2 separate regions of the Mus musculus genome follow, and region 1 is linked to region 2. Evidence: chromatin contacts called from public HiChIP or PLAC-seq data. All regions are on one chromosome and are shown on one strand. The core of a region is the stretch at or near the end of the contact, and the rest is flanking DNA. Distances in the headings are between cores, read along the strand shown. Region 1 holds the start of Abl2 (v-abl Abelson murine leukemia viral oncogene 2 (arg, Abelson-related gene)). Region 2 holds the start of Acbd6 (acyl-Coenzyme A binding domain containing 6).

What was found. HiChIP or PLAC-seq counts read pairs in DNA pulled down with a chosen protein or histone mark.
Region 1: a contact with region 2 is called in an H3K27ac HiChIP or PLAC-seq map of microglia, with 6 times the contacts expected there. The contact joins the promoter of Abl2 here to the promoter of Acbd6 in region 2. A contact is called at or near these places in 2 of 39 promoter capture datasets (the C10 cell line and pre-B cells) and 2 of 115 datasets of contacts at active chromatin or transcription factors (large pre-B cells and microglia).

The regions. Positions count from the first base shown.
Region 1 is chr1:156,555,815-156,563,004 of GRCm38.p6, reverse strand. It overlaps Abl2 (v-abl Abelson murine leukemia viral oncogene 2 (arg, Abelson-related gene)), which reads right to left and starts at 4,218. Exons shown (of 12, transcript NM_009595.3): 1 at 3,800-4,218. The coding sequence starts at 3,956.
Region 2 is chr1:155,555,275-155,561,534 of GRCm38.p6, reverse strand. Acbd6 (acyl-Coenzyme A binding domain containing 6) reads right to left here and starts at 3,415. Exons shown (of 8, transcript NM_028250.3): 1 at 2,676-3,415. The coding sequence starts at 2,897.

The DNA of each region.
Region 1 (7,190 bases), core at 2,969-5,468, 1.0 Mb before region 2:
CTAATTACATTTCTAAAAACATTTCTGGCAAAGCAAATTATTCTAACTGCTTACTCATATTAATGATGAAAAATTGCCATTCTTGGCTAAAGAAAAAAAATCATGAACTCTTGATAAACTTTCTAAAATACATAAAATATGTAACTTACATTAAAATCTGTATGTAGAGCCAGTAAGACAGTTTAACAAGCAAAAGCAGCCAGGCGTGGTGGCACTCTTGGGAGGCAGAGGCAGGTGGATTTCTGAGTTCGAGGCCAGCCTGGTCTACAGAGTGAGTTCCAGGACAGCCAGGGCTACACAGAGAAACCCTGTCTCAAAAAAACAAAACAAAACAAAACAAAAAAAAAAAAAAAACAAGCAAAAGCAATCGCTGTGCAACCCTGATGACATGTGTTCAATCCAGGACCCAGGACAAGAGAGAAAAGTCCCAAAAACTGTTCCCTGCTCTCTATGCACACCTGCACTCAAACACAAGTGCACACACACACTGCCTCCCTACAAAATATATAAATGTGTGTGTGTGTATATTGTGTGTATATATATGTGTGTGTGTGTGTGTATACATGCAGGCGCATACGCGCGCGCACACACGCACACACACACACACACATACACACACAATAATAATAATAAAATTTAAAATATAAATCTACACATAAAGTCAAGGACCTATTACACTTTTAAGATTTATTTTTATTTAGTGTGCATGCATTAGAGGATGCTGGAGGAAGTCAGAAGGCATCAAATGCCCTGGAGTTGGAGTTACAAGCAGTCATGAGCCACCCAGAATGGGTTTCAGGAATCAAACTCAGGTCCTCTGCAAGAGCAGCAAGCTCTCAACTACTCAGACACCTCTCCAGCGCCACACCAGAGCTTTTAGTTATGGACTTATATGCTAATAATTCAATATACTCAAGGCAGTGATTTCTTTTTCCAGTTTTTTGAGACAGCTTTGCTACATGGGCCCTTTTGGTCTGCTACTCACTACACACCCCTAGGCTAACCTGAAATACACAGCAATCCATCTGCCTCAGCTTTCCCAGGCTGGGATTACAGGATGCAGTAGGAAAAGGATAGTGATATATGTGTTATTTTCATAATCTAGACTATTTTTCACAATCATGACAAGTGTGTACTTCCTACGTAGATCAGGCTGGCCTCAAATTCAGAGTGTGTCTAAGCCGCAGGCATCTGTCTTGAAAACAGTATAGGAGGCTACAGGCAGGGCTTTGGACAGGGTAGGCAAGCGCCTGACCACTGAGCCACCTCCCTAGTCCTCTAGTTTGTCTCCTTAGGTACAAGCAAAAATGTCTCCACATTTCCTACCCCCGCCTCTCTGGTAGGCCAGGTTATCCTTTGTGGATCACTTCTGTTAGAATGTGGTAGACTTTGAATTGAATGACTATATTAACTAAATTCCAGAGTCCTCCTTGTGCTGGATGCCTGGGCTCGTGGGAGAGCACCGGTCTAGCTTAGATGAGGCCCTCAAGTTTAATCCCCTGGAGCACCCGTGCGCCCCCCCCCCAAATTAAAAAGGATTTACTGTATTTCTTCCAGTTTTTATTAATTTTTTTACACTAGTCTTGGGCTACCATATTCACATCCTATCCATCAGCTTTTAACTTTCAACTTTGTCAATAAAATCGTTATTATCCCAGTTACCCAGGTTGAAAACCTTCATGGTAATTTTAACACATCCTCATTTTTTATAATTAGAATACTGGTGAAAACAGGTAAGACCAGGTTGGCCCTGAACTCTTTTTTTTTTTTTTTTTTTTTTGGTTTTTCGAGACAGGGTTTCTCTGTGTAGCCCTGGCTGTCCTGGAACTCACTTTGTAGACCAGGCTGGTCTCGAACTCAGAAATTCGCCTGCCTCTGCCTTCCAAGTGCTGGGATGTGCACTACCACGCCCGGTGGCCCTGAACTCTTAAGAGACCCTTCTGTCTCTGTCTCCCAAGTGCTGATATTAAAGTTGCGTACTATTATACTTGCCCCAAACTGAATTCATATGTGCAAGAATGCTGTTAACCAGTCCTGAGAACCTGGGTTCAGTTACCAGCACCCACAGAGCAGCTCACAACCATCAATCTACAGGAAGAGACCTAACGCCCTCCTCCTTGCCTATACGGCATCAGGTATGTATATGTACATGCAGCAAAACACACACACATGTAAAATTACATTTTGCTTTTACAAATTAAAAAAGGAAAAGGGAAACAAAATTTGTCTATTCCTAAGTCCAAATGCAGAACTCGGACACAACTCACCCAGCAGCTACAAGTCTTGGGATCATCTCTTTGCATGCTATCGTCACTTCCTTTGAAACGCCCTTTCCCGTGACTAGTCTACACTTCTTCTCCTTCCCTTTCCCCGAGCTATGTGCAGCGGGACAGTTTATCCTTCACTTCACTCCTGTACATATTATCAATGAAACCAGCTTGCTACCTCTGCTAGCCGGTCCTTCCTACAGATATTACATCTCCATCACCAGCCTCTCAGGTCTTAGGATGGCTTCTGATATTTTTCTCCTTCTCTATTCTGCCCTCCTCTAGAACAATGCTCTTAAAAATGGTCAACAACACACTATGGAAGAACAAAAGAATCCACTTGGCATCAAGGGGAAAAAATATTCATTCATTCTTCTTCTTCTTCTTCTTCTTCTTCTTCTTCTTCTTCGATACTGGGGCTTGAACTCAGGCCTCACATAAGCTGTGTACACTGTCACTAATTTACAAGGCTCTATACTTAATTTTCCTCATGGCACCCTTTCTTATACTCTATTTCTGACCGTTGATTACATTATTTGTTAATTACTATAACCTTGTCTATATTAATAAAGACACACAAATTAAGAGTATGTGCTCAAAATTTGTATTTACTAGAGTTCAGGCACTTGCCCCCAAGCCTGATAAAGAGTTTAATACCTGGGAGAAATGACTCCCCAAGTTGTCTCCTGACCTCTGCATACATGGGTGTGTGCGCACATACACATACACACAAAATAAATATAATTTTAAATAGTTTAGAAACAGCCCTTCTGAAGAATATGACACCGAGTAAGTCCCAGACTATGCGGAGCACATATGTATACACCAATGCAGCTCAAAGAAAAACTCATGTTCAGACCACATGGAAGGAAGCCCTAACCATGCCCACCCATCGACAGCCCCGCCAGCCATCTCAGAATCCTGTGTCCTACTCGGATAGGCAGAACAGGGTGGTTTGGCAAAGCCTTTCATTTCTAGTTTGGAGAAAATACTCTGTTGAAAGTAAAAAGATACGGAAAAGGGTTTCACAGTTCACCATTCTGACACTGCTCACCGCCTGGTTCATAAAGCACATACCGAATATGCCACCACAATCTCTTAAAGATTCAGTACCTATTTCCCAATTCCTCAGGGCACGACTCGTTCCCGTCGTTCACAACCGGTTTATCCTCCCACCTCCTGAACCTGAGCTCATACCTGCCTTCATCCTTCCCTCCCTGGGGATACCATCCACAGTTCCACAGTCGCCCCGTCCTGTCCCAGGATAGCAGGACAGTCAAGCCTGGGTCCCTAAGACCCCGGTTCGTGCTCGCCGCCGCCGCCGCCCCCAGACGCTGCCAGCCAGGCGGGGGGAGGGGTGTGCCTCGCCTCCCGTGACTGGCCCAGATGGCAGCCGATTCCGCCCCCACTCGCGGGCACCCCTCCAGCCCTCGCCCCCCGAAGGCTGCCCATCCGCCTCGCACCTCGCCCCGACCCCACCCCACCCCTCCCCGGCCTCCCTCATGCCCTCCACCGGCTCCGGACACACTCACCGTGCTGGGTGAAGACGTTGAAGCCGGCGTCTGCGGTACGCCCCGCCGGGTCCCGCCTGCGGCCCGAGGGCCTGGCTGCGCTGCTGCCCCGGATCCCGCGCGGCTGCGGCTGCTGGAGCCCCGGAGCCTCCCCGACGCGGCCCACCTGCTGCCCCATCCCGCCGCTCGCGTACTCCCGCGCCCCCGCCGACCCTTGCTCACATTCCTCCTCTGCTCCGGCCTCCGGAGCTCCTGGCGCCGCTCCGGTCTCTCCGGCCCAAGCCCAGGCCCTCTGGGCCGGAGTTGCCGGCGGCTCCCACGCGGACTCCTCGGAGCCGCTGCCGCGCTGCCTCCCAGCGACTCACAGACTCTCCTTCTCCCTCCCCCTCCGGCGGCTCCTCGCCCCAGCCGCCGCCGCCATCTTTAAACCACCGAGCACAGGGCGAGCGTGGGACAGAGCGTCTCCCGCCCCCCTCTCGCCCAAGCACCTCCGCTACTCGGTGGGCGGAGCTCGGCGGAGCCCCGCCCCGCGCCGCGCCCCGCTGGGTGGAAGCCGGGGCCCACAGGGTCAGCGAAGCTTTCGAGGGCCCTCGAGTGCTTTTACTGCTACCTTCACCCACGTTCGGCTCCACACACTGCCCCACTTGGAGGACTGTGGGCGCCCGGCCTTTCCCGTCCCACCTCCACCTGTCAAATCAGAAGAGGCTGAGAAGCCACCACGTGCGCCGCGCAGCTCAGCACCAAACAGCTGAGGCTCCTGATCCCTGGGCTTCGCTGCCATTCAATTGAGGAGCCCTTCACACACACTTAGCATTGGGCCCAGAATGAAGTTTGGAATGGTACAGAATTCACGGGGAGATGGTCAAGTGCGGGGTTAACTTAATTCGGTGAATTATTTCTTGATGTGCACTTTGCCGTCTTATTGGCAAAGCGGTTAGAACTCAATTCTTCATACTACCGTGGATTTCTCTTGAACTCTTCCACCATCGACCTACCCGCATGTGTTTCTGTTTACTTTAAAACGCCTGGTGGGGCGCTGGTGAGATGGCTCAGTGATTAAGAGCGCCGACTGCTCTTCCTAAAGGTCCCGAGTTCAAATCCCAGCAACCACATGGTGGCTCACAACCATCTGTAACAAAATCTGATGCCTTCTTCTGGAGTGTCTGAAGTCAGCTACAGTGTACTAACATATAATAAATAAATGAATCTTTAAAATAAATAAATAAATAAAATGCCTGACAGTAAAGCGACTCTTCTCACAGACATGCTTTCCTCTCAGTGCAGGTTGGGCCCTCCTTTTTGGCAAGGAAAAGATAAATCACTTTGACCTTGTTTCTGAGTCAAAACTTACTCATCTTCACCGTCTGGGGTCTAAATAGAGAAATGGACAGAAGAGAAGCTATTTTTATAGATGTACACCCTATGTGCCATGAGGACTGGAGCCATTGCTTAAACCAAGGAAAACCACCCTGGGGAAGAAAAGAATTAGCAAAATAGATATAATTCCCCATACATGTCTTTTGTAGAATGGTGTAAGATCACAAGTGCATGTGGGTGAGACTCAAACTCAGGACCTTGAGTTCCAGGTGAGTGCTCTACCACTTGCTACTACCGCCCCCCACTCCAGCTGATTTTGATATTCACTATTAAAGAGCCTTAGGAGCTGGGGAAAGATGGGTTAATGACAAAGAAGACTTGCACTGCAAGCCTGACCACCTGAACTTGCTGCCTAGGACCCACACAAGCAGCTACTGGTCATAGAGAAAAGCCAGATGCACCAGCCCAAGCTCTGTGATCCCAGCTGGTCCACAAGAAGGGGGGAGGCAGAGATAAGGGGGTCTCCAGAAACCTGGCTTACATGTGCAGTGGCTAAGGGACCCTGTCTTAAAAGAAGCAAGAACTGACAGTAAAAGTTGTCCTGTGACCGGCACGCACACACATGTGCCCACACTAAGAACACTCTAAGTTATTTCATCGCCACCCAGGGTACAGCCAGAGACAACGGAATTTAGTTCCCATTGAAAAGAAGCACTACACTTTAGCACTGGATGGAATATGAATTTTCATTTATATCAAAGTCTATCTGTATTTAAAATACCCTTTTTTCCCCTGAGTGTCATGTTGTACCACTATTATAATAGATCCAGAGACAGTTGGATCACAAATTCAAGGCTAGACTAAAGTGCATCGTAAGAGCCTGTCTGAGAACAAAAGTGGCCACACACCTCGATGTTATGCTATGGGCTTGTACTCGCACTGCTAAGAAAGCTGAAACAGGGAGACACTTGACTTGAGGCCGAGAATCTGAGTGAGACCAACCTGTGTGGCATAGCAAGACGCTGCCCCAAATACTATTTATTTTCTTTTCATTCACAAAGTGGTTACAGTTACTGAAGAGATTAATTCACAAAACACAAAGATGATCATAGAAGTAGGATTTGTTTTTATTGTTTGTTCTTTTTTATTTACCCGTGGAATTTCAACTTGGTGACAACAGTTTGGTTTCTCTGCTAATTCGTGAATGATGGACAGTAATTGCTGTGTAGAACAGTGCTGTGGTTAAGGGCAGGGACTCTGAAATTAGAAGGCTTAAACTCAAAACTTAGCTCTAGCAGAACAGGGATAGTTATATGCCTGCAACCCCAGAAGCTCTGAAGGCTGGAACCAGAAATCAAGCCATCCCAGGATAGATAGCAAAACCTTTTATAAAAACAAGCATGAAAGTAAAAAGAAAAAAAAAAAGAAAAGAAAAGAGGGAAGGAGAGAGGGCAGGAGGAAAAGCATATTTGTTGTAAAAGAAAAAAACCGTCTGTGGTGGCACAAACATCCAGGCAGATGCAAAGCCTCATGTAAATATATACTATTATTCACACACACACTCAAAATATAAGGCAGAGGAGGAAGATTCAGAAGTTCGAGGCCAACCTTGTCTCAAATAAACAAAAAACAGTAAAGCAAAAGCAACAGAGCAGTGCTTGTAGAGTCCGTTTACATAGATTCTCCAACGACAGTGGATTCTCTAGTTCTGTCTTCTCCTTGTTTACAGAGATTCCCCAATGACAGTGGATCCTCTAGTTCTGTCTTCTCCTTTCTGGTTATGTTTTAATACAGTTTTTTATTACCGAGAATGTCCTATGTATACACATGTATTTTGATCATATCCTCCCACTTCTCAGCCCTTCCTCTGCCCTTGTCCCTGAGTGTGGACAACCAACCTACCAATGGGCACATCCCCAAAGAGAACCACTCTCCCACCCCAGCAGCCACCAACTATTAATAACCTCTCAGCTAGAAGTGGGGCCTCATGAGCGCCTCCTCAATTCATGCTGGAATTTTGGCTTGCTTGATTTGTGTGTGTGTGTATGATTTATTTATTCACTTTACATCCCAATTGCTCCCCTCCTCTACTCCC
Region 2 (6,260 bases), core at 2,166-4,665:
CAGACAAGCTACAATAGCAACTCTGAGTACCGTGAGAGACCTGTCTCAATGACTATGGCAGAGAGCAATCCAGGAAGAGTCTCTGTATCAACCTCCCACCTCTACACACATGCACGCACATATGTGAACACACATGCACAAGAAAGGTAAATAAATTACATCTTTAAAATATTAGTTTATTTGAAAATAAATCTAGTATATGATAATTTAAGTAACAAAATTTTATGAAAAACAACTACAAAAACAAAACAGAAAAATGGAAAACAAAATCTCCTTATTGTCTATTTTTTAAAATCTCCTTACTTTCTGGCATGGTTGTACTGTCATTCTTCAGTGGCCTATCTCTATATGTTGGTTCGGATGAGGAAATTTCAATTGCACATATGTGTTAGAAATTATTACTTTTATAGTACTTCCAGTAATTGTGGAATTCTTTGATACGACACCCAAACTCAATAAATGATAGTTTCTCCAAGACCAGTTATGAGGAGGAATCTGAATGCACTATGGATCTTTTTACACAGTTGTAGTGAAAAACCACTTATCTGATTTCCACTTTGAATGGGACTTTTGCTCACAGTAACTTTTAACATTATCTTATGAAATATACAGATAATACCTCAGAGTCATTCAGCATTTCCAAATGTTAACATATTGTATTAGAGATTAGGGAAATTTCACATTCATTATCCTCAACACTTATCTCTGTGAGCATTGGGCAGTTATCAAGCTCGTGGTGGCAGACCCTGCGATTTCCAAACCTCTACTTTTCCTTTGACAACTCAAACATTGCCACTGGCAATGAACATTTACATCTGTCTTCCAGGTTTACTTCATCTTCAAGAAACCATCTGCCAAACACCCAAATCTAAACAGAGTTCACAGAGTTTTTGTTAAATAAAAATGAAGTCTGAGGGGACTGGAGAGATGGCTCAATGGTTAAGAGCACTGTCTGCTCTTCCAGAGGTCTTGAGTTCAATTCCCAGCAAAAGCACATGGTGGCTCACAATCCTGGAATCTATCCTGGGATCTAATGCAGTCTTCTGGCATGCATGTAGGTGTACAAACAGATAAACCACTCATATACATAAAATGAATAAACATTAAAAAAACAAAGAAGTCCAAGGACTTTGTAATTCAATTCTATCTGATTTTCCTCAATTTCCTTAAAATAACCAATGTAATCAGGTATGTAGCAGAAGTGCTTACCTGTTCTTCCCATTACACAACTTTTTGTTTGTTTCGAGACAGAGTCTTACCATGTTGCTCCATCTAGCCTGCAGCTTGCTGTCTTGATCTCATGGAGATAACCTGCCTTTGCTTCCCCAAGCCGCTGGGGTGAAGGGTATGTGCCAGCATACCTGGCATCACACAAAATCCTTGCACAGGGATATCTCTCAGTCCACATCATTACTAGCATGTGCTCATAATAACCATCAGTCCTGTAAGAAGACGTCCTCTACCCAGAATCTCAAGTTCAAGACTACAGGACAGTTCAGTGTGTAGCCAACCGTGCTTGCTACCAAGCCTGACAACCTTAGCTGAATCCCTAGGACCCACATGGTTAAAGGAGAGAGCCAACTCCTGCAAGTTGTCCTCTGACCTACACTGACACACACAAACTCAATAAAAACATAATTAGAAATACAGGAGGGTTCTCATGACTACCTTAAAAAAAAAAGAGTTCAGGAGAAATATATGTAACTATACCATAAGCATTTTTTTATTCTAATAAAATAAAAGAGACTACTATCCAGAACGTCATTTCTTTCAAAGTTCCAAAGAGCTGGGGTTTTCCTATTTTCCTAATCATCGATTTTCTTTTCACATTTGCATCTAGATTCCTTAACTAATCCTGTAAGCTTCTTAAAGGCAGTGTCATGATGTTCTTTCATCTTTGCATTCTCTATAGACAGAACACCCAGTGTTCTGCTGAACTGTATCTGTCCACTGAAGGAAGGCAATAGTCTTTCCTTCTGGTACCTAACCTTGAAAGATAAATTAGTCTTATGTTTATAACTCAAACCTGTCCTTACTTTATCGGGTAAAATTCAGTTTTAGAGACAAAAACTACACTTTAATTCTGATATATCCATGTAACTTTCTAAACTGCCTACTCCCCTGGGTTTTCTATTTGGAAATGAAAGTGATTCAGGAAGCTGAGTGGAGAGTTAGTTCATCACCAGACCTCCATGTTACCTGCATGGAGCCCTTAATTTTAAAAATGTGGAGGGACTATATCTAGCAGGACCAAATTCAGCCAAAAACATAACAACTATATTTAGAGTTCCTAAGAATCATAATAGTAATATTGTTAGCATCTTATACACAGTAATGTTCTCTTAAATTTCAAACTTATTATTAACATTACCATGTTTCCTATCACATGTCCTTCTGGCAACAGCGAATGCCAAATTTTATTTTATCATCCTCATTTTGTAAAGGTTCAGAGGCAAGGCCACTGAAACATTGTCATTCAGTGCCCGGCTACATAAATATTCGTTGGATATCAGAGAGATTATTCCATGTCCAGAATGATGCTATTCTCCAGGGTAAAAAACAAAAACAACAAACACACACATACAAACTTCATTACGCTCGACCATTAGCCACGCAATCTGCTACTAAGTTTTTGGAGGAAACAGCCCACGTCCTCTCATCCACCCATCTTTTACCTGCTTGAACCTGGCATACAGGTACAGGAGCTGCTCCCGGCTGGCTACCTGAACCAGGCCTTGGACGTGTGCGGCAGCCTTCTCAAACAGCTCGGCCAAACTCCGGGTCCCCTCGGCCTCGGGGGTCTGGAAGGATTCCATATCACCAGAGTCGTCCCCGGAGCTCAGTTCCCCACCGCTGTCGCCTGTGGTGGCCCCCGAGGGTAGGAACGGTGTGGCCATGTTCACTAGCTCGCTGTGGCCGGTCCTCCCCGGTGTGGCGCGGGTTCCCGGGCCTGATCCACCGGTCCGGGTGCGGAGCTCGAGCGGGAGTGGGAACGCAGTGAGCTGTCTGGCGGTCTCAGGTGATTCTGCCACTCCGCCTACCCGGGCGCACAGGACCGCCCCGTCCTCCCCCGGTTTCCCCTCGGGCTTCGCCCGGGTCGCTCCAACGGTGCGGGGTCTGGAGGCCGCTCGGCTGGAAGATGAGGGGAAGCCGGCGGCGCGGCGCGTGCGGCTGGGACGGGAGCTGGGAGGTGAAGCGGGGCGCGAGCTCGGCGGGTCGGACGCGCACCCGGGCACGCGCCGGTGGATACGGGGCCCCGCCTGCTCCGCTAGCGTGGGTTGCGGCGGCCGCGGTGCGGGATGGAGATACGGGCCTCGGTGACAGACAGGGGACGTCGCTCGTGGTTTTGGGGGGGACTTCGGAGTCACAAACTCCGGAACTCACCCGGATAGGGCCCCCAGGGGAAAGGGAAGGAGGCGGTCCATTAGTGTAGCTGCTAGAGTAGAGTCGCGGGAAACAGAGAGCTGAGGACAAAGGTTCCGCCGTTTCCTAACCACCCACTCTGACTTAAAATAGCGAGTCACCAACAGATGGAAACCTTCCTTCACTGCCCCACCGTGTGTCTAAATGGTTAGATGACTCTCTCCCATCAGTGTTTTGTTTTCCAAACTTGCTGCCCCCTCATTTCCCAGCGCTTTGAGAGAAGGCATCACCAGGCCCCCAAACCTGCATCATCTCATCTCAGTTGTGCCTCACCAGGCCCCCAAACCTGCATCGTCTCATCTCAGTTGTGCCTGTGCTTCTTGAAGTGAAACCCAGTTCTATAGCTCTGCCGGAAAGGAACAGATCTTTCCACGTCCAGCACACTGTCAAAAAGAAAAAGTGTATGCATACACAAAGTTCATTACGTCTACACGCAGACCGTGTACATTTGCTATCAGTTTTTACGAAAAGCACGTTTTGGTACTCTCTCCTGCAGGAATTTGAGAACCCCAATGTGGAATGTCGCTTGAAGAAACTGCTCTCAGTTTTTGGGGTGTCTCACATCAACTGTGTGTGTGTGTGTGTGTGTGTGTGTGTGTGTGTGTGTGTGTGTGTGTGTGTGTGTGTTGTTACTAGTAGTACTAGTAGTGGTGCTAGTAGTAGTAGTAGCTTTCACCAACCCAAAAGCTAAGAATGTCGTCAACTATCTTCTTGGGCCTGTAGGAAAGTTTTCCCCGTCTCAGTGTTACTGCTTCTCTGTGTACCCGCCAATGTATTTTTAGTTTGCTTTGATTTATGACTTTCTTTGTTCTGTAAAACTATGAAACTGTTTCCACATTGGAACTTGGAATTTGGGGTAACCTAAATTTGTAGTCACTCGAAGTGACTCCAGAATAAACTATTATTTATCTTTAAGATGAGTGTGGTGATTTGAGTAAGAGTGGCCCCAATAGGCTCATATACTCGAACGCGTGGTTATCGGGAAGTGGTACTACTTGTGAAAGATTAGGAGATAGGGCCTTGTTGGAGGAAGTGTGTCAATGAGCTTTCAAAAGCTCAACCCAAACCCAGTGGCTCACTCTTCCTGCTCCCTGTAGATCTGAGATGTACACCTCTCAGCTGCCTCTCCAGCACCACGTCTGCCTTCGTGCTGCCATACTTCCACCATGATGAAAATGGACTAACCCGCTGAAACTGTAAGCCAGCCCCAATTAAATGCTTTCTTTAATAAGAGTTGTGGTCATGATGTCTCTTCACAGCAATAGAAACCCTAACTAAGATAATGAGGGATGTGATTTTGGTATCAGCAGTGGCTAGTATGTTCTAAATATGGTAGAGACACACACTCATGTGTAGTCATTTATCACTAGTAGCTTAAAACTAATAAAAACACTAATAAACATAAGGCTAATAACAAAGAACTACAAAGAATGGTTATTGATTGACCATTTAGGATTAAACTTTCAACAGAACTTTGAACAGGATAAGTGAACAATGAGAAACAGGAAGAAGTTAAATGGCTTGGGTCTGACTTTCACGAACATTCTTTGAGAATAGAGAATGTTTCCACTATTAGTCCCTCCACAAAAGGAAAAACAAGGACAAATGCACACCTTATAACATGCATAGTGGTTTGAATAAAACTGGCCCCCATAGGCCGGTAGAGAATGGCACTATTACGAGGTGTGGCCTTGTTGAAGTGGGTGTGGCCTTGGGTGGGTGTGGCCTTGTTGGAGGACATATGTCATGGGGTGGGGGAGTGGGAGAGTTGTGGGGTAAGGGGTGGGCTTTGAGGTTTCAGAAGTTCAAGCCAGGTCTAGAGACTCACTGTTCTCTTCCTGATGCCTGTGGACCCAGATGTAGAACTCTCAGCTACTTCTTCAGTACCATGTCTGCCTGCGTGCCACCATGCTTCCCACCATGATGATAATGAACTAACCTGTAAGCCAGCTCCAATGAAATATTTTCCTTTATAAGAGTTGCCATGATCATAGTGTGTCTTCACTAAGACAATGTGATAACTGGAAGAAATAGGTCAGCAGAGTAGATTAAAAGGATACACTTAGTTCTACCTTAAGATGGAGAGCAGACTTTATTGATCTGATGTTGGTGCCCCAAATCTGAGGAGACAGGAGACTGCCGTGCAGGGTCTGGGATCCAGCTTTTGGAATGGAGAATTGAGGGGTGGAGGAGTTCACCAGGGTGGGAGAGAAGCCAGATGGCCTGTTTTGAGGCCTTCTGGCTCTAGGGCAGGGACAGGGATTAATTGCTTTCTGGAATTCCATGGAGATTCCTGACAACTCACTCCTGCTTTCATAGCCCTGGTTTTGAGGAAGGAGGTTTCTTTAATGACAATGACTTGTTGAATCTCAGTCTCTCTCTCTCTCTCTCTCTCTCTCTCTCTCTCTCTCTCTCTCTCTCTCTCTCTCTCTCTCTCATCTCTCTTTAAAGATTTATTTGTTTTATGTATATGAATACACTGTAGCTGTCTTCAGACATACCAAAAGGGGGCATTGGATCCCCATTACAGATGGCTCCAGTCTGACTTGCTGAGTCTCTTAATGTTTGAGAATCTTTTTTTTTTTTTTTTTTTTCTGAGACAGGGTTTCTCTGTGGAGCCCCAGCTGTCCTGGAACTCACTTTGTAGACCAAGTTGACCTTAACTTAGAAATTCGCCTGCCTCCCAAGGGCTGGAATTAAGGTTGTGTGTCACTTCTGTCTGGCTTCAAGGGTCTTTTAAAAAATACTTTTAATTTTATTTAGTGAGTCTCAATGTTTTGCCTGCATCTATGCCTGTACATTATATGTGTGCCCAGTGTCCACAGGAGCAAAGAGAG